Regions from separate parts of the Mus musculus genome. Here regions 2, 3, 4, 5, 6 and 7 are each linked to region 1. A link is a contact called in public HiCAR-type, HiChIP or PLAC-seq and promoter capture Hi-C data. All regions are on one chromosome and are shown on one strand. The core of a region is the stretch at or near the end of the contact, and the rest is flanking DNA. Distances in the headings are between cores, read along the strand shown.

The links. Promoter capture Hi-C pulls out the DNA fragments that hold promoters and counts their contacts. HiCAR-type assays count read pairs that join an accessible place to other places. HiChIP or PLAC-seq counts read pairs in DNA pulled down with a chosen protein or histone mark.
Region 2: a contact with region 1 is called in an HNF4G HiChIP or PLAC-seq map of pancreatic cancer cells. The contact joins the enhancer-like site here to the promoter of Akap1 in region 1. A contact is called at or near these places in 4 of 39 promoter capture datasets (the C10 cell line, embryonic stem cells, liver and 1 more) and 3 of 115 datasets of contacts at active chromatin or transcription factors (embryonic stem cells, forebrain and pancreatic cancer cells).
Region 3: a HiCAR-type map of embryonic stem cells shows a contact between it and region 1, with 5 times the contacts expected there. The contact joins the enhancer-like site here to the promoter of Akap1 in region 1. A contact is called at or near these places in 5 of 39 promoter capture datasets (the C10 cell line, cranial neural crest, liver and 2 more), 7 of 115 datasets of contacts at active chromatin or transcription factors (bone marrow-derived macrophages, embryonic midbrain, embryonic stem cells and 3 more) and 1 of 9 other capture datasets (liver).
Region 4: a contact with region 1 is called in an H3K4me3 HiChIP or PLAC-seq map of craniofacial prominence, with 4 times the contacts expected there. The contact joins the enhancer-like site here to the promoter of Akap1 in region 1. A contact is called at or near these places in 13 of 39 promoter capture datasets (the 3T3-L1 cell line, the C10 cell line, the HPC-7 cell line and 8 more), 11 of 115 datasets of contacts at active chromatin or transcription factors (the 230-238 cell line, craniofacial prominence, embryonic basal ganglia and 8 more) and 2 of 9 other capture datasets (adipose tissue and liver).
Region 5: a contact with region 1 is called in an H3K27ac HiChIP or PLAC-seq map of embryonic stem cells, with 6 times the contacts expected there. The contact joins the enhancer-like site here to the promoter of Akap1 in region 1. A contact is called at or near these places in 2 of 39 promoter capture datasets (the C10 cell line and hippocampal neurons) and 8 of 115 datasets of contacts at active chromatin or transcription factors (embryonic basal ganglia, embryonic forebrain, embryonic hindbrain and 3 more).
Region 6: a contact with region 1 is called in an H3K4me3 HiChIP or PLAC-seq map of embryonic stem cells, with 16 read pairs. The contact joins the promoter of 2210416O15Rik here to the promoter of Akap1 in region 1. A contact is called at or near these places in 12 of 39 promoter capture datasets (3T3-L1-derived adipocytes, the C10 cell line, the HPC-7 cell line and 7 more), 8 of 115 datasets of contacts at active chromatin or transcription factors (embryonic basal ganglia, embryonic forebrain, embryonic stem cells and 5 more) and 2 of 9 other capture datasets (adipose tissue and embryonic stem cells).
Region 7: a contact with region 1 is called in a promoter capture Hi-C map of pre-B cells. The contact joins the promoter of Dynll2 here to the promoter of Akap1 in region 1. A contact is called at or near these places in 15 of 39 promoter capture datasets (the 3T3-L1 cell line, the C10 cell line, the HPC-7 cell line and 9 more), 4 of 484 Hi-C or Micro-C datasets (B cells, embryonic stem cells and reprogramming fibroblasts), 13 of 115 datasets of contacts at active chromatin or transcription factors (astrocytes, bone marrow-derived macrophages, embryonic forebrain and 10 more) and 4 of 9 other capture datasets (adipose tissue, embryonic stem cells, liver and 1 more).

The regions. Positions count from the first base shown.
Region 1 is chr11:88,863,208-88,865,907 of GRCm38.p6, reverse strand. Akap1 (A kinase (PRKA) anchor protein 1) reads left to right here and starts at 1,322. Exons shown (of 11, transcript NM_001042541.1): 1 at 1,322-1,511. The region is part of intron 3 of 4930556N13Rik (RIKEN cDNA 4930556N13 gene); the gene reads right to left.
Region 2 is chr11:88,117,556-88,120,255 of GRCm38.p6, reverse strand. All of the region lies in intron 1 of Cuedc1 (CUE domain containing 1), which reads right to left. Among named protein-coding and RNA genes, the nearest start is that of Cuedc1, 20 kb to the right of the region's middle. Within about 2 kb of position 1,280, at least 235 of the 459 cell types and tissues checked have an H3K27ac peak or open chromatin away from gene starts, as enhancers often do. A contact at or near this core is called in forebrain, liver and pancreatic cancer cells, where this site is marked.
Region 3 is chr11:88,027,104-88,029,803 of GRCm38.p6, reverse strand. No RefSeq gene overlaps it. Among named protein-coding and RNA genes, the nearest start is that of Srsf1, 19 kb to the left of the region's middle. Within about 2 kb of position 1,358, at least 60 of the 459 cell types and tissues checked have an H3K27ac peak or open chromatin away from gene starts, as enhancers often do. A contact at or near this core is called in embryonic stem cells and stem cell-derived epiblast-like cells, where this site is marked.
Region 4 is chr11:87,966,533-87,969,232 of GRCm38.p6, reverse strand. No RefSeq gene overlaps it. Among named protein-coding and RNA genes, the nearest start is that of Dynll2, 20 kb to the left of the region's middle. RefSeq lists an enhancer at 2,628-2,700. Within about 2 kb of position 1,397, at least 83 of the 459 cell types and tissues checked have an H3K27ac peak or open chromatin away from gene starts, as enhancers often do. A contact at or near this core is called in the 230-238 cell line and craniofacial prominence, where this site is marked.
Region 5 is chr11:88,160,167-88,162,866 of GRCm38.p6, reverse strand. The region is part of intron 1 of Cuedc1 (CUE domain containing 1); the gene reads right to left. Among named protein-coding and RNA genes, the nearest start is that of Mrps23, 43 kb to the left of the region's middle. Within about 2 kb of position 1,411, at least 256 of the 459 cell types and tissues checked have an H3K27ac peak or open chromatin away from gene starts, as enhancers often do. A contact at or near this core is called in embryonic basal ganglia, embryonic forebrain, embryonic stem cells and 2 more, where this site is marked.
Region 6 is chr11:88,096,789-88,099,488 of GRCm38.p6, reverse strand. 2210416O15Rik (RIKEN cDNA 2210416O15 gene) reads right to left here and starts at 1,431. Exons shown (of 4, transcript NR_045499.1): 1 at 1,361-1,431; 2 at 1,172-1,274; 3 at 737-820; 4 at 1-627. It overlaps Cuedc1 (CUE domain containing 1), which reads right to left and starts at 343. Exons shown (of 11, transcript NM_198013.3): 1 at 146-343.
Region 7 is chr11:87,986,226-87,988,925 of GRCm38.p6, reverse strand. Dynll2 (dynein light chain LC8-type 2) reads left to right here and starts at 1,393. Exons shown (of 3, transcript NM_026556.4): 1 at 1,393-1,683.

The DNA of each region.
Region 1 (2,700 bases), core at 73-2,572:
TGTGTACTTTGAGATCTCAACTCTGTAGCCCAGGGTGCTTTGAAATTGTGGTAATCTTCCCTCAGCTTTCCAAGTGCTGGCTCAAGAAATAAATGAAGCCGGGCGTGGTGGCGCACGCCTTTAATCCCAGCACTTGGGAGGCAGAGGCAGGTGGATTTCTGAGTTCGAGGCCAGCCTGGTCTACAAAGTGAGTTCCAGGACAGCCAGGGCTGCACAGAGAAACCCTGTCTCGAAAAACCAAAAAAAAAAAAAAAAAAAAAAAAGAAAAAGAAATAAATGAGTTAGACAGTAGATACTCAAAATTATATTCAGTATGCATAGTCTCTTTTTAAAACTTAAAATTCACATTTGATCACCAGTGAAGATTTTTCCCAAGTAATGGTTGGTTCTTAGTATGGTACCTTTCCTATATTTCGTTCAAAAAATGTGCACTGAAAGTGCCCTGTAATGCCAACACTTAGGGAGGTGGAGGCAGGAGGATCAGGAGTTCAAGGTCAACCTAGAACTTCCCAGCTTGAGGCCGTGAGACATGAGACACAGTCTCAGAATATCAAAATAAATAAGCAAGTAAAGGAAAGTGCCTAGGTTTTAAGGATCAGAGCTGGGCTGGTTGGCAAGTGGAACCTCCGTCGGATACAATTATCTGCAGGTAGTTTGGTTTTCTCAAGTCGTTGGGGGAGGCAGTGACTCATGGTGACCATTTCTTCGAAGGCAAACTTTGCAAAACCCCAGATCATTTAGAGAAAAGCCCCTTCGACATCACTAAAGTTGCGAAAATGAGAAATCAACTTGCCCTTGAGGGCTACACAGTATCCACATTACTGATCAACCAATGGCCACCTATTATACTCGAAAAGCTATGCTATGCTCGCAAGGTTACGGGAAAGCCAGATTCCTAGGCAAGGGGAACAATGTAGCATCGTCCCTCACCAGCCTCAGCAACCTTTTCCAGGAGAGGCACCATCCCAAGGCAGGAACCTGCCTGACACCTCTCCCCGGAGAAGAAGCAGAGACCCCGTGCGAGCCAAGTTCATTGTGCCGAGCACTCAGACACCAGGAACCCACCCCAGCCCGAGTGTGGGACGTAGGGGCCATCTCCCATGCCCGCCGTGAATATTGTTACTCTCGCGAGAGCGCCAGCAAGGCGGGCCCGTACAGCTCCGGGATGTCAGCGGAGAGCTCCTGACCGCGCCCCTCTTGGCGCAGCTGGGAGAGAGGCGCGCGCAAGTCGGGGGAGGGAGCGGCCGATGGCGCGCACGCGCAGGAGAGCGAGCGGGCGAGGGGGGCACGCCAGGGAGCCGAGGGCGAGGGGCGGGGCCTTGCGTCGCGCCGCGGGCACGTCGTTGCGCGTCCTCAGTATTTAATGTCTCTGTGTTCGCCCGGCCTGGGCTAGCACGTGGGGGAGCGGCCGAAGCGCCGTGCAGCGCTGCGGGGCAGGGCCGCTGGACTAGGTGGGGGGCCAGGGGGCGGTGGCGGGAGGATTGAGTGCCTAGACGGTCGCCCAGGAGCAGGTAAGTGACGGCTGGCACGGGCACCCGCCCGCCGGGCCCGGAGAGAGAACGAGTTGGGGTGATGGGGAGCCTGGGGTGCAGGTGCAGGGTGCGACGCGCGCGCCAGGTACTCCGGGGACCGAGAGCCTTGTGCACCGCGCCTGCTGTCAAGCGGGCGGGTCTGTGCCTTGATGACCCGCGCGCCCCGCTGGTCTTTCCCGGTCCCAGGGCTGCTGCTGACAGATCGCGTGCGCTGAGCTCGGGGCGCTGCTTTAAGCCGCTGCTTTCCCCTCCCATCCCCCCTCACGTCACTGGCCTCTAGGATGGAGGTGAGGGCGCAATTCCCCGGGCGCTCCGGTGCGCCTCAACTTTCCCAATGCTGGCTCACCCTTCTGGGTAGCCTGCCCGAGCGCGTCCCAACCAAGGTCGTCTAGTCTCGCTAGCGTTTACTTTTCAAAGGTCGTGTGTACCCAGTTTACGCGTGGAGAGGAGGCACTGGGGCGGTCTCTGCCAAGGACCCAGTGCCCAAGGCGGGAGAGGAGGTCCTTGGGGACCCCTTCCCTTCCTAACTTTCTAACTGCTGGGCCCAGTTGACTCTGGGTTGGCCCGGCAGTGGTGGCAAACCGGAGCAGGAAGACACAATTCCTGGAGTTCAGTGCCGCGAATTATTGGAGCGGACTCTGCCGTTGTAGCGGGGAGAATGGGATGCAAGACAGGTCCCAAACCTTTTGGCGGTGGAGAGACCATAAGACCAATTAGGATCCGGAGGTCGTGAGCTTGGGTGTCCGAAGGGAATTAGAGTTTGTGGCCCCATAAGCATGTCCTAAGAGGTGGGAGACCTCTAGCTAGAGGTGCCCGCTGACTTCTTGCGGGGGTGGGGAGGTCCAGGGTCACGTGTCGCGCCCCACCTTTCTTTCCGTCCCAGGACAGTGATCTGGAGGGACTTTGCAGGGGTCATGGGGGGACTTTGCCAGGGTTATAGGTAAAAACCTGCGTAGAGAAGCCTCCATACGCGTAAAGGAGCCTACATTCTGGTGTCAACTACTGCTGTGTCCTATCTTTTCCTGTTTCCTTTCTCCGGGAGGGAAGGTGCTGATAGTCAGGGGCTGTGCAGAAGGGACCTCTGAGACGCCCTGTGCCTAACCGGACCTTTTCCCTCCGGGAAATGCCTCGAGCAACTAGTACCTTTCCACCCTTGGGCTGTGGTTAA
Region 2 (2,700 bases), core at 31-2,530, 750 kb after region 1:
CTTTGGCTCCAGCTTTCCTGTTTTTTATATATTAGGAATATAACAATAAAACGTGAAAGGGGAGAATTCTGGAACTGAGCCCCCCTGCAAAGGCAGCGAAGCCCACGATCAGCATTTCTCCTGAATCTACTGGCATTGGCACACTCGCACAGGAGTGTAGACTGCCAGTGTGGTCGCCTCACATTTGATGAATACTTTAGCGCCTCTTTCTCTTCTCTTCCCTCTCTTCTCTTCCCTCTCTTCTCTTCTCCTCTCATTTTCTCTCCAACCCCCTTGCAGCCCAAGTTTCTTTCCCTTCTAACTCCCTAAGTAGCCAGTGATGACCGTGAGATTGTGAGCCTCCTGCCTTTCCCTCCCCAGCTCTGATAGAACACATGCGTGCCACCATACCCAATTTTATGCTAAGCTGGGTAGTAAACTTTGTATATGTTAGGCAACAGGGCTACCTCCCAGCTCCAGTGTTATACATGTTACATATTCGATACCCAGCAAAGAATCTGCTTAGGTGGCCATGGCTAGCTTGACGCCATCAGCACAGGACTTCCCACACTAAGGTGCCCAGTGTGTGTGACTTTCCTCTCTCCTTTAAACGGCACAGACAGCCCGTTGCCTGGAGACTGGGCACACTCTTCTGTTCACTCTTCCTTTCATTCTCCAGCAGCAGGTCTGAAAACAGTGGCCTCCAGGAAATACGCTTGGGGCCAGGGCAAAGGGGGTGAGGAGAGGCAGGAGTGTGCTCTTCTCCCAGGCAGCGACACCCCCCAGCCCCCCTTCTCTCTGTCTTCCTTTTCCTCCCCAGGTCTGAAAGGCCCAGCAAACCAAAAGGCTCCCACAGGGAACAAGGCCCCCTTTGAAAGCCAGTGTTTGCCTGGAGCTGCCGGCAGACAAGGGTTGCCATGGCCACTGAGCACCTTTGCCAGCCAAGCCTAGGCAGGCCCAGAAGAGCAGCTTAAACCACCAGACGCCCCAACTCTAACCCCTTCTAGGGTCCCAACTACTGTCAAACACACCTGTCCTGAGGCCCTATGGCTGTTGGAAGGTGATAATTGGGGAACCTCTAGACTGAAAACCTAACACCGGAAGGGACCAGAGGATGGAGGCCCCTCCCTGAGACACCAAGCAGAAATGTCAGGGCTCAGGGCTCGGAGCCACCGTGCTGGGGAGCAGCTCGCCAGAGCCATACTGCCTCAGGACCTGCCCTGCCTCCTGGGCCAGAGCCTGGCTGTGCTGCTAATGGGAATGACTTATTTATGTAATTCATTATCACTGGGGCCTGGATCCAAGAGAGGTGGGTGGAGGCCAGGCCCCAGCTGCTGAGGGAGGAAAGGGAGGGGCTGTCCTGAGGCTCAGTCTGGACCTGGCAGCCACAGAGCTTGCTGCTGCTGACTGCAGGGACCAGAGGACAAAGGCAAGGAGGAAAGGGGACAGGGCTGGACCCTGGAGGCTCCGTGGGGCTCTTGAGAGTGAGAATAGAATTCCTCAGAAGCAGAGGCCTAGCATACTTTTGCCTTTAAACTGCTCTGTGGTCCAAAAGGCGTCTTCATCTAAAAAACAAAAAACAAACAAACAAACAAACAAAAACCAGGCAGTGGTGTACACATATTCAAGCCCAGCCCTCAGAAGGCAGGGGCAGATGGCTCTGTGAGTTTGAGGCCAGCCTGATCAATAGAGTGAGTTCCAGGACAGCTAAGGTTACATAGTGAAACCCCATCTCGAAAATCCAAAAACCAAACAAAACAACAAAATAAACAAAAAAACTCCGAGCTCTGCAGCTTCAAGACGGAAATGCTCTCGTGTCCAACAGGAGGCCTCCTATACCTGACCCAGGATGGAAAGGAAGAGCCTAGAACCTTCCAGCATTCTGCAGTCATCCCTAAGATCCATCATGGAGGCTCCAGTGGAGGGGCAGGGGAACGGATCAGGCTTGGGATGACAGGTGGCTGGAGCTGGCTCCAGGGGCTGAGGCAGCGTGTCCACCCCAGCACTCACACCCCAGACAGGGCCAGGTTCTTAGGAAGATCCTCGTTCGAAGCCTCTGAGAGGCCCAGGCTGCCTCTGTGGCAGTCTCTCCATTTCTTTATCCCTGCCCCTGCCCCTGCTCTAGCTCCTGCCCGTCTGAGGGACTACATCTGTCCAATCTGGGAATTGGTCTCCGTCTTCCTTTCCTTCCTCTTCCTCCCCCTCCCCTTCCTCTCTCTCCTCTGTCTTGCTGTCTCTCTCCCAGACGTCTTACGTGCCATGCTGGAACTCTCCATAGAGATGAGGAAGTATGAACTTGAACTCCTGCCTCTACTTCCCCACGTTTGTGGGGTTTTGGTTGTGAGGATCAAACCTAGAGATTTGTACCTATTAGGGAAGCACTCTCCTAGCCAAGCTCCCTCTCTAGCCCTGTGGCCTTGGTTTCTAATAATAATATTAGTGATTCACTGAGCACCCGTTTCCTGTGATCCTCACCACACCCCCGAGAGGAGGGGAGGAAACACTGGCCATTAGGAAGTCTGCACAGGTCACATCACCAGTAAGTGAAGAACAAGGGCCCAAACCTAGCTGTTCAGTTTTCACCCCCTTGGTATAAAAATGCTCACACAGAGAGTCTTTCAAGAGCAGAGCAAAGCAAGCCCCACAGGGCTGAGTCGATTTCCTTATAGGTACCCAGCCCGTCGGGGTAGAGTAAGGACAATGTCCAGAGTGCTAAATCCG
Region 3 (2,700 bases), core at 109-2,608, 840 kb after region 1:
TCTGTAGATCAAGGCTGGCAAAGTTAAGAATCCTACCAACCTCTGCCTCCCAAGTGCTGGGATTAAAGGTGTAGGCCACCACTGCTGGGCTTGAACAGTTTTAATTTATAATGTAAGAGATAACTGGCCTCTTCTTGTCCACTGGTCTCAACCCAATGCTGGGTCATAAATTCAGATGTATGTACTGAACTTTGGGCAGAACTTCAAGGCTATTCTCTATGAAGTAAAACTCAGGGTAATAATATACCACATATAGATTATTATGTACTGTACACACAAGCTGGAATATGCAGTACACTTGATTTGGATAAGGATTTTCCTTCTTCTTCTTGAAAGAGAAAGAGAGAGAGAGGGAGAGATTGATTCTCTCTACAGAGCTCTGAGCCCTTGCTATCTTGGAACTCAATGTGTAGACCAGGCTGGCCTCTAACTCACAGAGATCCTCCTATTTCTGCCTCCCACATGCTGGGATCAAAGTGTGTGCCACTGCCATGCCAGGCAGGGTCTGAATAAGTATTTCATGAAACTTGTTTCCTATTGGCGTATACATATGTGAGTTCTCTATCACTATGTAACATAAGCTTTATTTCAAAGGTCACAGTTTAAAATAGTTAAGACCATTCTGCTGGGACAAGTCACACACAGTCACATAGAAACTGAGATAGAAGGAAGGCATGGGGCCCACTAGATGGCTCAATAAATAAAGGTACTTGCCATCAAGACTGATGACCTGGGTTGTTCATTTTCAGCCCAAGCCCTTCCTCTTCCTTTCTTCTTCTTCCTCTTCCTCCCTTTCTTCTTCCTCTTCCTCCCTTTCTTCTTCTTCCCCCACCTCCTATTTGAGACAGGATTCCTCTGTGTACTGTATGGAACTAACTCTGTTGACCAGGTTGACCTTGAACTCAGAGATCCTCCTGCCTCTGTGTTCCCAGTGCTGGGATTAAAGGTGTGCCCTACTTCCCAGTGTCCCAAGCTCTTCCTTAATCAGCAGACAGCTCCCCTTGGGCATATGAATGGGGTTTGGGGTTGGCTCAGAATCAGTGGTCAAAGTTAGCCAGCCTTGAGGATGCGGGGTAGGCAAGGCTAGAAGTGGAGGAGCCTGGGTTTTGCAGCCCAGGGATGGGGCCTGGTGGCTGTGAGGGCGGCAGCCTTTCCCTGCTCCTGCTCACTGCCTGCTCTGCCATCGCAGAATGGGCTGCTAATTATAACTAAACACAATGAGCAATCAGAGCCTGCTGGCGCTGGAGCGCTCCTTAAAGATCTGGCAGGCTTTTTATTAGAACTTCCAGTAGCCCAGAGACTGCTGCAGTCGATGCTCCATCCTCCCCTCCCTCCTCCTCCCTCTCGAGGGGTGCCTGGTGCACCCAATGCAGTCTATACAGGACTTCCTTAGTTCCCACTGTGCCCAGTTCTGGGCTGCAGCGGGAATGGGAGCCAGGACTTTGTTCTTGCCTTCAATGAGCTAATCGTCGTCCCCGCAGTCTCTTGATTAGAATAAAAAGGCCCGGCCTGAAGGAGCCGAGCACGGGGTCAGAAGAGTTGTCGACCTCCCGAGTCCTTGGCTGCTTTTCTCGGATGCCTTTCTTTGGACATTTGTGAACATTTATTCAGGCACAAAAGTACTCACTGTGGCAGTGGTGGTCTCTGTAGTATATGCCAGGGAGGGGAACCCTTCCCAAATCTGGGGGTACTTAATCCTGAGTCAATAAATATATGCATGAAGCCGTTATAGTCCTTGGAACAGTTCTCTCGTGTTTATTTTGAGGACTCTGGAAGGGATGAATGTAGGGGGAAAGACAACCTGAGATCCCAGATCTTCTTTCTTGGCTTTGAGAGAAATGCACATCGCTGTTGCTGGGCCGAGAACCCTCAGGCCTGGCTGTCAGCAGGGAGGCATTCTTGGGTCTGGTGCTGCAGCTTCTTTTTCAGTCATTTCTTTTGTTATTCAAAGTGCTTGACTGAAGCAACTTAAGGGAGAGAGATCCATGGGAGCCTCTAACCTATAGGCTAATCAGGAAAGCGGAGAGCTTAGGCAAGAAGCCAGAGCGGGCGTCCCCTTCATGGTCCTTCATACTGAGCACTGGCAACTTCCCAAGACAGCAACACCCCAAGACAACTTCCCAAGACAGCACCAACACTGGGAGAGCTCATGTCCAAACTCAGATTGTGGGAGGTATTTCGGAAGCAGTCCACAGCATCTGCTGTTGCCCAAGGCACATTAAGGCTGTTGTAATTCATCAAGACATCATTCCCCTGGGGCACCGGCTTGGAGTGAGGGATGGTTGGGTCTCATCCTTTGAGGATTCTCTGAGGCACAATGCCAACCCAGAGCAGCACAACAGTGACGCATACTGTGGAAAGGATGAAGGGGGACTGGGGCATCACGAGAGGACATCCAGTCCCAGGCTGCCCTGGACTGAGGGCATTTCCAGGAAGTGAAGATGTGCAGGTTTAAGACCAGACAAATTATCAAAGGTTTGGGTTGAGTGGGTGGATAGGGAAAAGAATGGCAGGGTGTGTCTGGGTTTGTGTGTATGTCTGTGTGTGTCTGTGTGTTGTTTACTGGGAAGATGACAACACAAGACAGAGACTGAAAGGGGATATTTTGCTCTTTCATTGGGACAGGGTCTTCCTGGGTGCCCCAGGCTGGCTTGTGATCTCCCTGCTTTAGTTAACAGCAGCACACCATCATACCTACCT
Region 4 (2,700 bases), core at 148-2,647, 900 kb after region 1:
CTTAAAGTGCCCTCATGGTTATATAGATGCATACTAGTTACTATTTATGCAACTGGTTATGAACACTGGACGTGCCAACACTTCCTAGTACCTGTGTACCTGAGGGCAAGGCTGTTATCTCCTAAAAGCTGAGATTAGGGGCACGCCCATCACACCTGGTCGTGCCTGGCTGGGTGTTGCCTCTGGGCTGTTTAAAGTTTGGATCAGGAGCTCAACCGTTCTGGCTGTTCTTCTAGAGGTCCTGAGTTCATTCCCAGCAACCTCTTGGTGGCTCATGACCTTCTGAAACGGGATCTGATGCCCTCTTCTGGCAGGTAGACAGAGCACACCTACATTTAAACAAAGAAAGGTTCAAAGTTTGAGTCAGGCCCCTATGGACAATCTTGGGTTTCTCACCTGTAAAGTGGAGATGGAAACCATTGCGTTGTGGAGTGACACGCAGGAGAAACTTTCACTCATTTTAGCAAATGTCCCGAGAGCACCTGCCCTGGGCCAGATTCGGTTTCCTGCTACTTCTTTTAAGACCCGGTTTCTAAGTAGGAATTGTAACGTTTGGACAGAACCCTAGACATTTGGGTTAACGTTTAGGTTTCCATCTGCAGTTGTGTGGGAGTTTGAATGAAAATGGCCCCAGAGGCTCCTAGGGACTCGTACTATTGAGAGGTGTGGCCTTGGTGGAGTAGGCGTGGCCTCCCTGGAGGAGGTGTGTTACTTGGGGGCGGGGGGGGGGCGGGGGAGGCGGGGGGGGGCGGGGGGGCTTTGAGATGTCAGAAGCTCCATCCAGTCTTAGTGGCTCACCATCTCTTCCCGTTGCCTACGGATCCAGATGTAGACCTCTCACCTCCTCCTCCTCCTCCTCCTCCTCGTCCTCCTCCTCCTCCTCCTCCTCCTCGTCCTCCTCCTCCTCCTCCTCCTCCTCCTCCTCCTCCTCCTCCTCCTCCTCCTCCTCCTCCTCCTCCTCCTCCTCCTCCTCCAGCACCGTGTCTGTCCGCATGCTGCCTGTCATGATGATAATGGACTAAACTTCCGAATTGGAACTGGAGTTACAGGTGGTCGTGAATTGCCTTATGTGAATGCTGAGAACTGAACTCTCATCCTCCGCCAGCCTTGACCACTGAGCCATCCCTCCAGCTCCTGAAAAAAAAAATGTTTTGGTCTCTGTGTGCCTTGTGGAAAGTAGCTTAGGCTTTTGGAAGGAAAGTTTTTACAGCAGCTAGCACTTTCTGACGTTTCTACCCGGAGAAGTTCTAGTTTCATATTTCGTAATGACTCCAATGTAAGGTTCTCGAAAACGAGGTCACATCCTCCGTTGTGTTTCGCTTTACCTAGCAAGCACCATTGTCCTGGGTATGCAAACCCTCAAACCCTCAAGCTTCAAAACGTGAATGTACTTGAATACCCGTGGAGAAGCAGCGCCATCTTCTGGTCTGAAGGAATACTGCAGCACAGAGCCGGAGAGGTTTGGTTGACCTGAGCCGCAGGTGGCAAGGCCATGCTGGAACCAGAACTCTTGTGTTAAAAACCACTCCCAGAGCCTGGAAAATTATGCTCTCCTGAACGCTCTGTTTTGGCTTTTAAACCACAGTCTTAAGCGGATGTGCAGCTAGGAAAAGCCATTTTGTCTAGGCTTTTGCAAGGGTGGAAATGTAACTTATTGAATGTGTTATTTGCTGAGCACTGCATCTGTATTTTTACTTTATGTGTGTGCATGTGGAGGTCAGAGGTTAACCTCTGGGGTTATCTTCAAGAAACGTCCACTGTGATTTTTTAAAAAGATGTACTTATTTTATTTATAGGAGTACACTGTAGTTGTCTTCAGATACACCAGAAGAGGTCATTGGATCCCATCACAGATGGTTGTGAGCCACCATGTGGTTTCTGGGAATTGAACTTAGGACCTCTGGAAGAGCAGTCAGTGCTCTTAACCACTGAGCCATCTCTACGGTCCGTCCACTGTGATTTTTGAGACAAGATCTTTCACTGGCCTGGAGCTCTCCTGACGAGGTTTGCCTGGTGCTGGGGTTACAAACCCAAGTCACCATGTCCCATTTTTTATTAACGTGGATCCTGAGGAGTGAACTCAGGTCCCCCCTTACTCACTTATCTGGTAACAGTCTGGTCCTTCCAGGCCTTGCTTTCATTAGGCAGGCTTGGAAGGATACTCACCCTCACTCTTATTTCTGGCTCTAGGCAGGAAATACGTGGCTATGGCTCTCTCGCCTTTCTCGGGCGTCAGATAGTTTTGTTACACACATGTACTGATCAATGTCCTGTTGAATACCAGAGCGGAGGCCCTGCACACCTCTGGGGCTTGCTCTCTACGTGGCACTCAGCTCTCCAGCAGTTGGCCACCTTGGTTGGTCCTCTGGCCTCTGTTTAACTCTCCAGAGCTCAGTAATCCTTGGCTTCCTTAGCTGCCCCTCATCCGCACCTAGGCAGGACGGTGGGACTCTCATTGTTTATTTTCCTGTCTCTCAGTTGTGGTCATCCGTTAGCCTTCCCCGCAGTGCCCAGATTCTTGCCTTGTTATTTTGATTGCTCGACAAGAAGATAAGGCTGTTGGCGACTCTTCATCTTGTGTGGAAGTCTGAACCTATCAACGGGATCTTACCGTATACCTTACACCAGCAGCTGTTCCCTCTGTTTCTGAGGTTGGCCTGAGGCGAGGGAGGTCTGCTGGGGAGGCACCAGTCTGCAGAC
Region 5 (2,700 bases), core at 162-2,661, 700 kb after region 1:
CCTCTCCCACTGCCAATTTGACTGTATTTTTCCCCAAGCTAGAACAGGGTCAACCTAGAACTTGAGACCCCAGAAGGAGGTATGAAGCTGTGGGCCAGCACTTACTCTCTCCCTCTCCCTCTCCCTCTCCCCCTCTCTCCCTCTCTCTCCCTCTCCCTCTCCCTCTCCCTCTCCCTCTCCCTCTCCCTCTCCCTCTCCCTCTCCCTCTCCCTCTCCCTCTCCCTCTCTCCCTCTCTCCCTCCCTCTCCCTCTCCCTCTCCCTCTCCCTCTCCCTCTCCCTCTCCCTCTCCCTCTCCCTCTCTCCCTCTCTCCCTCCCTCTCCCTCTCCCTCTCCCTCTCCCTCTCCCTCTCTCCCTCTCTCCCTCCCTCTCCCTCTCCCTCTCCCTCTCCCTCTCCCTCTCCCTCTCCCTCTCCCTCTCCCTCTCCCTCTCTCATCTCCACCTACCCCAGACTTCCTCTCTGTCAGTGGATGAGGAGCGTTTGGAACATCTGGTCCACCTGCAATAGTCTTAAGGGACTCATTTCTTGCCTAAGAACCATGCATAGCCCAGTGACACCAACAGACCAGGCCACTAGGTGGTGTCCCAGGGCCCAGGCCACAGCGGCTCCTGGGAAAGGGCTAACCGCAGCTGCCCTCCCAGAACCTTGTTGTGCCCCATCCCCCACCCTTGGGACTGACGGGAGGACAGAAGAGCCACTGGATAGCACAGGCATCTCAGAAAGGGGTGGGGGTGGGGGTTGGGGTTGCAGTCAAGACACCACTTTCTGTGCTCTCTCCTCAGGAGATGGAATTAATCCACCCAAGGCATTTTATCCTCCAGTGCCTACCCGGACTGGGAATCCTGGGCAGCCAGTGCTGCGGCAGAGCCTCGAGACAAGCTATCAGACCTGAAGGGTGACATCTGTACCCTACCCATCTGGGAAGAGAAGGGGGGCCCAGGCTGACTGCTTCAGCAAGACTCCATGATACCAGGGCCAGAGGGGTCAGAATGAGGTCATGTGGCTAAGTCCCAGGGAAACCTTAAGTGGGTGACGCGGTGTGAACAGAGAAGCTGCTGGGCTCGGCAGCCGCCTCCTCATACAATTGTCACCTCGGACACCGTGGGGGTGGGTGCAGGGCAGTCTGCCGAGTTCTAAGGCATCAGAACTGAAGAGGCTCGAAAAGGGAGGAGGGAGAGGTGGATGAGCAAGAGGTAGAAGCTACGGTCTGTGTGTGTGTGTGTGTGTGTGTGTGTGTGTGTGTGTGTGTGTGTGTGTGTGTGTGTGTGTGTGTGTGTGTGTGTGTGTGTGTGTGTGTGTGCGCGCGCGCGCGCGCGCGCGCGCCCGCGCCCGAGCCGGCATGTGTGTGGCCAAGCACCCTGGGGAGGAGGGGCAGCGCTGACAGAGCCGCCTTGTCCTCCGGCCCCTGCACAGGCTTGTTTTCTTCACAAGCTATTAATGTCGCTGTAGCTTCAAAAGCCGGGTGACCTTTAAATGCCGAGCCTCCTGCTCCCGCCCAGGGCTCGGAAACGGCTTAATGGATACTCAGCCCCAACGGTCACAGCTGCTCGGACGACAACAAAGCCTGCCTCATTCCCAGAGCCCCCAGAACTGCAGGGCAGCTACACCTGTGCCCATTCTCTAACCCTGGCGCAGCAACCAGAGCAAGAGGCCAGGTTGGACATGGCGGGAGGAGGGAAACCCGAGGGAAAAACACTGTTGCCACGCCCTGTTGTGTGACCTGGGTTGGTCCCTTACCTCTGTTAGTCATCTCTTTTTCACGAGGATTTTTTTTTTGAAAGTGCTGGAGGGGATAAGGAGAAAGGGGCGGGGGAGTGGGGAGTAAAGGGGGCGGGGTGTGTCCTGTAGAGATGGCTAGGCAGTTAAGTGAGTTTGCTGCTCTTGTAGAGGACCAGAGTTCAGTCCCCAGCATCCATTAGCTGGCTCACAACCACTTGAAACTCCAGTTCAAGGGATCCAAAATCTTCGTCTGGTCTCTGTGAGCACCTGCATAAACATGGTATACACAGAGGTGCACACACATACACATAAAGAAAAATAAATTTAAAGAAGAAAAAAAAAAAGACGCCCAAACTCTCTGCTAGGAGGAGACATGGTTTCCAGTCTGGAGAGCTAGCAGGGTGAGAGGTTAGGCCATACCCAGGACTAGCGCATGGCACAACGCCTCTGTAACCCCTCCTTCTATCTAAGTGGATCTGCGCTGCTTCGTGAGGAGAACCTTGCCTGACTCTTCCTTCTCCTGCATCAACACAAGTGACCGAGTCTGTAGCCACATGTGTCTGAGGGTGAGGCACCAGGGCAAAGGACTCCAAAGGAAGTTAAGATCCCTCCCCCACGGGCAGATCTGGCCCTAGATCCTCAGCCAGCCCTTGGGCACCATCCTTCATCCCTGCCCTGACACTTAGCAGCCATAAAAGGAGCCCTGAGGAGTCCAGTCCCTCTTCCAACTTTGATGAAGCTCTGCAGACATTCATAACACAACCAGCTCCTGTGTTAAGCTCATGGGTGGTGGCTCATACCTGTAAGCACAGGATGAATGCTAAATGGGCTGATACTGGGAGAACCCAGGATCAAAACAGAAAACTAAAGTATGTGTGTGGGGTGGGTGCGTGCCTTTATTCCTTGCACAAAGGTACAAAGGCAGGAGGATCTTTGTGAGTTCAAGGCCACCCTGGTCTATATAGTAAAATCCTGTCTCAT
Region 6 (2,700 bases), core at 182-2,681, 770 kb after region 1:
GCGCGAGGACTCAAACTCGCGACGGCCCGGCCCTCGCGGCCGCGCCTCGGCGATGCTCCCGGGGAAGGTGGGGCCACCGGGCCGGGGTGGAGCGCGGCGCCCGCGAGCTCGCGCTAGGGGCGGCGAGAGCGAATCGGGGTCTTACCGAGCACCGCACGCGCGTCCGCTCCCGCGGGGCCGCTGGGGTCGGGCGGCGGGGGAGGGGCGCGGTCCCGCGGCGGCAGCGGCAGCCCGGCTTGGTGGCGCGGCGGCGCGGCTGGGCGCCGGGAGGCGGAGAAAGCGAGGCGAGGCCGGCTTCCTAGCGGCGGGCGGCGAGAAATGCAGCTGTCCCTGCGAAGCTGCCGGCGGGGCCACAAGTGGGGCGCGCGGGGAGGAGCGGGGCTGCGCGCGCGGCGGGGCTCAGGCTGCGACACCCCCAGACCCTCTCCCCAGGACTGGAAGCAGGAATAGGGATCCCGAGGCCAATGCGGTTGCGCAGGATACGGGGCAAGGGGAGAGGGATAAGGGGCAAGGGGCCTCTGAGGACACTGGGACAGTCTCCTCTGTGCATTCCTGCACAGACCGCTCCTCTTGAGGACTTGTGATCTTCCCTTTATGGCCCGGTGTGATGCGCTTGGGCTCTGCCGACTTGGGAAGCACCTTAAGGGGTTGTTAAAGCAAGGAGACCTGAGACGTGGGAAATTTGGGAAAGAGGGGGACCTAAATGCAAGGCTGACCTGAGAGTTTGCAGACATACACGAGGAGCCACTAGTGAGGGCTGTAGAAGATGCACGAACCTCTCTGGGCTTGGGGACATCAGGAGTGTGGGAAAGTGGCAGCTCTGCGGAGTTAGAGTTCAGGAAATAAAATGTAATATTGAGGCCAGAGGAAATCGTGAAGTTGATTAGGAAAATCAAAGTTACCACCCACTAACATCTTATCTCCACCCAGCATTCGCCATTACTTCAAAGGCTTCTGAGCCTCGATAAGGGATTCCACAAACGTTTTAATAAACGGTCGATCAACTGGTTAATTTTCCAAGTGGTTTGGTTTTGTGCACTAATTTGGAGATGAGAAAAGGGAACAGAGGGAATGATGGAAGAGCCTGCCCATTTGTGTGTGGAGCCCTGCACACAGCCCTCTCCTCTTCCGAAGACTTACAATCTTTGCTGAGAAGTCTGGGCATGCTCACCCAAGAGACATCTGATGGTGAAAATCACAAACCAAGGCCCCAGAGTCTCCATCCTTTGCTTGTCAAGGGTAATTTCTTCAGCGAGGTGGAATCTGAGGATACCCTGGGAGAAACCCCACCTCTGAGAATCCCTTGTTCCCTTCGGCCCCTCTGCCCATGCCCCTTCACCCGGCTTCCGGGAACCCTCACACTATCAGGACCCCACGTGAAAAATTCTGACTCTGAAGTCCTCCGATGTGGCTGCTGACTGAGATGTCACCAAGCGCTCAGGATTTATCCTCTCGGCCAGTAAAGCCTAGATGATGGTATCGAGTTTGTCACTTTATACTGTAGTGTTAACTTCACCTGTCACTTTTCTGCTTATTGGCAGAATCTTTCTCTAATCTGTCCCAGTCACTTTGACATTTCAGGACTTGGGGTTGGGGTGGGGGCTACCAATCTGGAGATTTTCCTGTTTGTGCGTGCCTCTAGGATGCTTATGAAATGTATTTTCATTCAAGTCGTTAGCAAAGCCAGCTAGTCGCTGTGATTGTCACCCTTGAAGTAGCCTGTCTGTGAGCTTTTCAATGTCCTCCTTTGGGGTCGATTCCGGAAGCAGCTTCCCAGTCCTGCCTCCCTACACCCCCACCCCCACCTCCACCCCTGCTTCTCATACCCAGAGCAACTTCACTCTCCCCTACTGCTGCTCTGAGCACCTAGAGGCTCAGGTTAGGTTCTCTTGCAACCCAGCCCCTCTTATCTGCTGCCTGCCTCAGGTCTCCAGCATCAGGTCCCTTGGAGATCTCATGGAGGCTAACAACAAACTCAAAACCATTCCTCCCTCATCTAAACGCCACCTCTTGGCACAGAGGCTAACCAGCTCAGTCCCTGCCCTCCCTCTTCCTGGGTATTCTGTTGCTCTCCAGCTGTAGCCATCCTTCCTTCCCTTTCCCCTACTTCTTCCCACAGCTGCTGCCTGGCTCCAGCCCCTGTGCTCTGCTCTCCACAGCTGGTGAGAGACCCGTCCTGCTCTCTAGCCAAACTTCCTGCCTGCTTCAGAGAACTCCAATCCGTTCTTTCTTTCCACCGTCCCCTTTCTGCTTCAAGCCTACCAACACTTCAAGATGCCCCCTTTTAAACTAATCCTGTCCTGATCCTGCCCTGCCCGCAAGCCATCGCCCTAGTAATGTCATCTCATCCGAAGTAGACTTCCTCTAAAATGGAGACGCATATCTCTTACTTGTTCCAGCCTCATTCTAGCTTTTCTTTCCTGCGGTCTGGCCTTCTTCCCCAGTCATCCCAGGAGCTACACTCTGTGGGAGGCCCTGGCAGGAACCTGGTTGTCTAAACCCATGAACCTCCTGCTTACCCCACTTCTTGGCTCTGATACAACCCCAGGTGCTTTTAAGGCTTCTTTGAAATTTCTCCCACCCCACAGATTGCCCATCCTACAAGGTTTCCCCAACAACCCCCACGCTTCTTCAGTAGCCTTCTCTAGCACCCAATTCCTTCCTGCTCTTCCAACAAACTAGGTCCTAGGATGTGTTCAC
Region 7 (2,700 bases), core at 144-2,643, 880 kb after region 1:
GGGATACCCCAGGCCTAGCTTGGCTGAGTCCCTTACTGGAAAAAGACAGAGCTATGGAATGGAGAAGCCTGAGGGGACAGTTTTCCAAGTTGTCCTGGACACATAATGAACACTAAATTATGATACTCCCAAACAGGGCAGGCTAAGGCCAGGACTAGTCTGACTTCTCATGGTTTAGGTGAGGGGAGAGAAAGAGGTGAACACAGGAGCTATGCTAGGCAATTTCCTAACGTCCACCGAGGCCAGAATATTTGACCTCCCACTGAAGATTTTAGATAGCCCCTTTGTGAATGAAAGCTTAGGAAGAAAAATCCCGATGTTTTTTCTGTAACACCACACACACACACACACACACACACACACACACACACACACACACACACACACACACACCAATGTTTGCTTCCTGAACTTTAAAGGCTGCCATCCATGTGTGGTCTAAAGGAGCTGACCTGGCAAGGGGTCTGAATCTGTGTTTGTCTACACTTTGTTTTTTGTCTTGTTGAGACAGGGTTTCTCTGTGTAGCCCTGGCTGTCCTGGAACTCACTCTGTAGACCGGGCTGCTGTCTCAGAGATCTGCCTGCCTCAGTCTTCCAAGTGCTGAGATTAAAGGAGTGTGACACCTCCCCCCAGTGTGTTGTCTATATTTGAGGGCTATGGGTGAAGTCGTTTTTTAAAAGATACCTCACAGCTCATACAGGAGTCCCCGAGAAATGGTTCGCACCTCTATCCCCCAAAGGCCATACCCGAACGGTAGAGGCTGTACCTCCGGTATTTTTGATGATAGTGTACTTAGGGTTCCAGCTATGGATAGGCAGAAAGGTCTCAAGATTCGTGAACAAAGGTTGAGTTAGAAGCAAAAGCGAATGTGAAAGCAGGGGCGCGGGGGGGGGGGGGTCTTGAGGACTGTTGCCTTTATTTCACCATGGGGCTTGACAGTTCTCTCAAGTGTCGCCAGCCTAGGGAAATGAATTTTCCTCTGTCCCTGGTGATTTCTAATACCCTATCCTGCCTCTTTCCAAAGTTGGGACCCTTCTCTCCTGAGTCTGAAATCTCCATCCCTCCATTCTTTTTTCCTTGGCACTGGACTCTCCACGCCTCTCTCCCTTTTCCTTTCTGGGCGGAATGTATTCCTCCCGAGTCAGGCCTCTCCGGGCCTGGGCAGACAGGGTATGCGTCCTCTTTTCTCCTCCTAAGGCCACGGCTCCCTCCCCCCACCTTCTCCAGCTCCCCTTCCCCACCCCCTCCTCCGCCCCGAGGCATTGTGGGACGAAACAAGATGTGGAGCGAGAGCGGCGCGGGGAGAAGCCCGCAGTGCGGGGCCGGGCGGGCGCAGCCAATGGGGAGCGCGGACGGCGGCGCGCGCGGCAGGGGGGCGGGGGCGGGGCTCTATTTCAGGGCCGCGCGTCGGCCGCGCTCAGCGGCGGAGCGGAGCGGACGGCGAGGTATCAGCCGAGACAGGCGGTCGGCCGGGTGGCACGAGGCGGAGCGCGGGCGTCCGGGGAAGCTCGGAGGGCGACCAGCAGTGCGAGCGCTCGGCCCCGGGGCTGCGGGAGCAGGGGGATACCGCGGCGGCAGCGGCTGCTGCTGCAGGACGAGCCCAGGGGACACCGCCCCTGCTCGAGCTTTGCTTCAGCCCAGCGCTGCTCCCCAGGGGCCTGTGCGGACTCGCCTGCGTGACGGTGAGCTGGGGCCCCGGGGGGCAGCCCTCGCTCGACTCGGCCCAGGCTCTGGAGACCCTCGTGCCCTGGCTGGAGGCCCCGCAGCCCCGGGGAGGGGAGCCAGCCGTGGTGCACGGAGGCCTCTCCGGTCCGGGGAGCGCGGGCAGCCAGTGCGGGTTCGGGCTCGACGCGGCTCCTCCCGCCGCCACCCTTCGGGGCGTCCTTCCTGCAGCGAGGTCGCCGGGTCACTCCGGCGCCTCTCCAGGCCTGGCGGGGGAGGGCGGAGGACCGGCTTGCGGCCTGCGGATCCGGAGGGCGGCGGGGAGGTGGATGCTTTCTCATTTCCCAGGTGCTGCCCTTCGGGGGTCCCTGCCCGCTAGAGGAAAAGATGGTGGGGGCGGTGTTTTGGGACGAGGGGTTACGGTCCCTTTGGAAATCCGAAACGAGGCAATAACGTTTGTACGTGTTAAAGAATGGTGCAGGGCGGTCCGTGTCATTTGGAGGCTTAGCCCCCCCCCCCTTTTTTTTCTTTTTTTGTCGCAAGACCAGGGACAGAGGTTGAGAACTGTCCTGGAGTGCTCCTTTTGCGTTTTTCACAGGAGCTCCTGGCTCGTGACTCAGGAAGCTGGCTTGGGGCCCTTTGGCCATCCTTTTATCTGGAGGCCCAGCTCCGCCCCCTCCCCCCACCTCCCTAGGAAAGGATCGCTGGGCGTCTGGCTCCCTAGCCTTTTCTCACTGGTACCTTGGATAGGGGTTGCCAGGGCTGGGCCTCACCTTTCTGCGACGCCTGAGGGGCCAAGGGTGAAGAATCGTGGCATTGTAGTCACAAGACCAGCATTATGTAATCGTAGGCTCTCTCTGTTAGAGAGTAAGATAGCTTTTAATTACTGTGACAAAGTTGATCCTTCGGACTTTGGGGAGGAGGCGGTGAAGCAGGTGAGCTTTTTTGGCAAAATGGTGCCAGTTTCATACTTCGTTGTCTGTAGCCAGGCTCCACCCCCAACCTCTGGATTTGTAAACACTGCCCCCTTCTGAGTG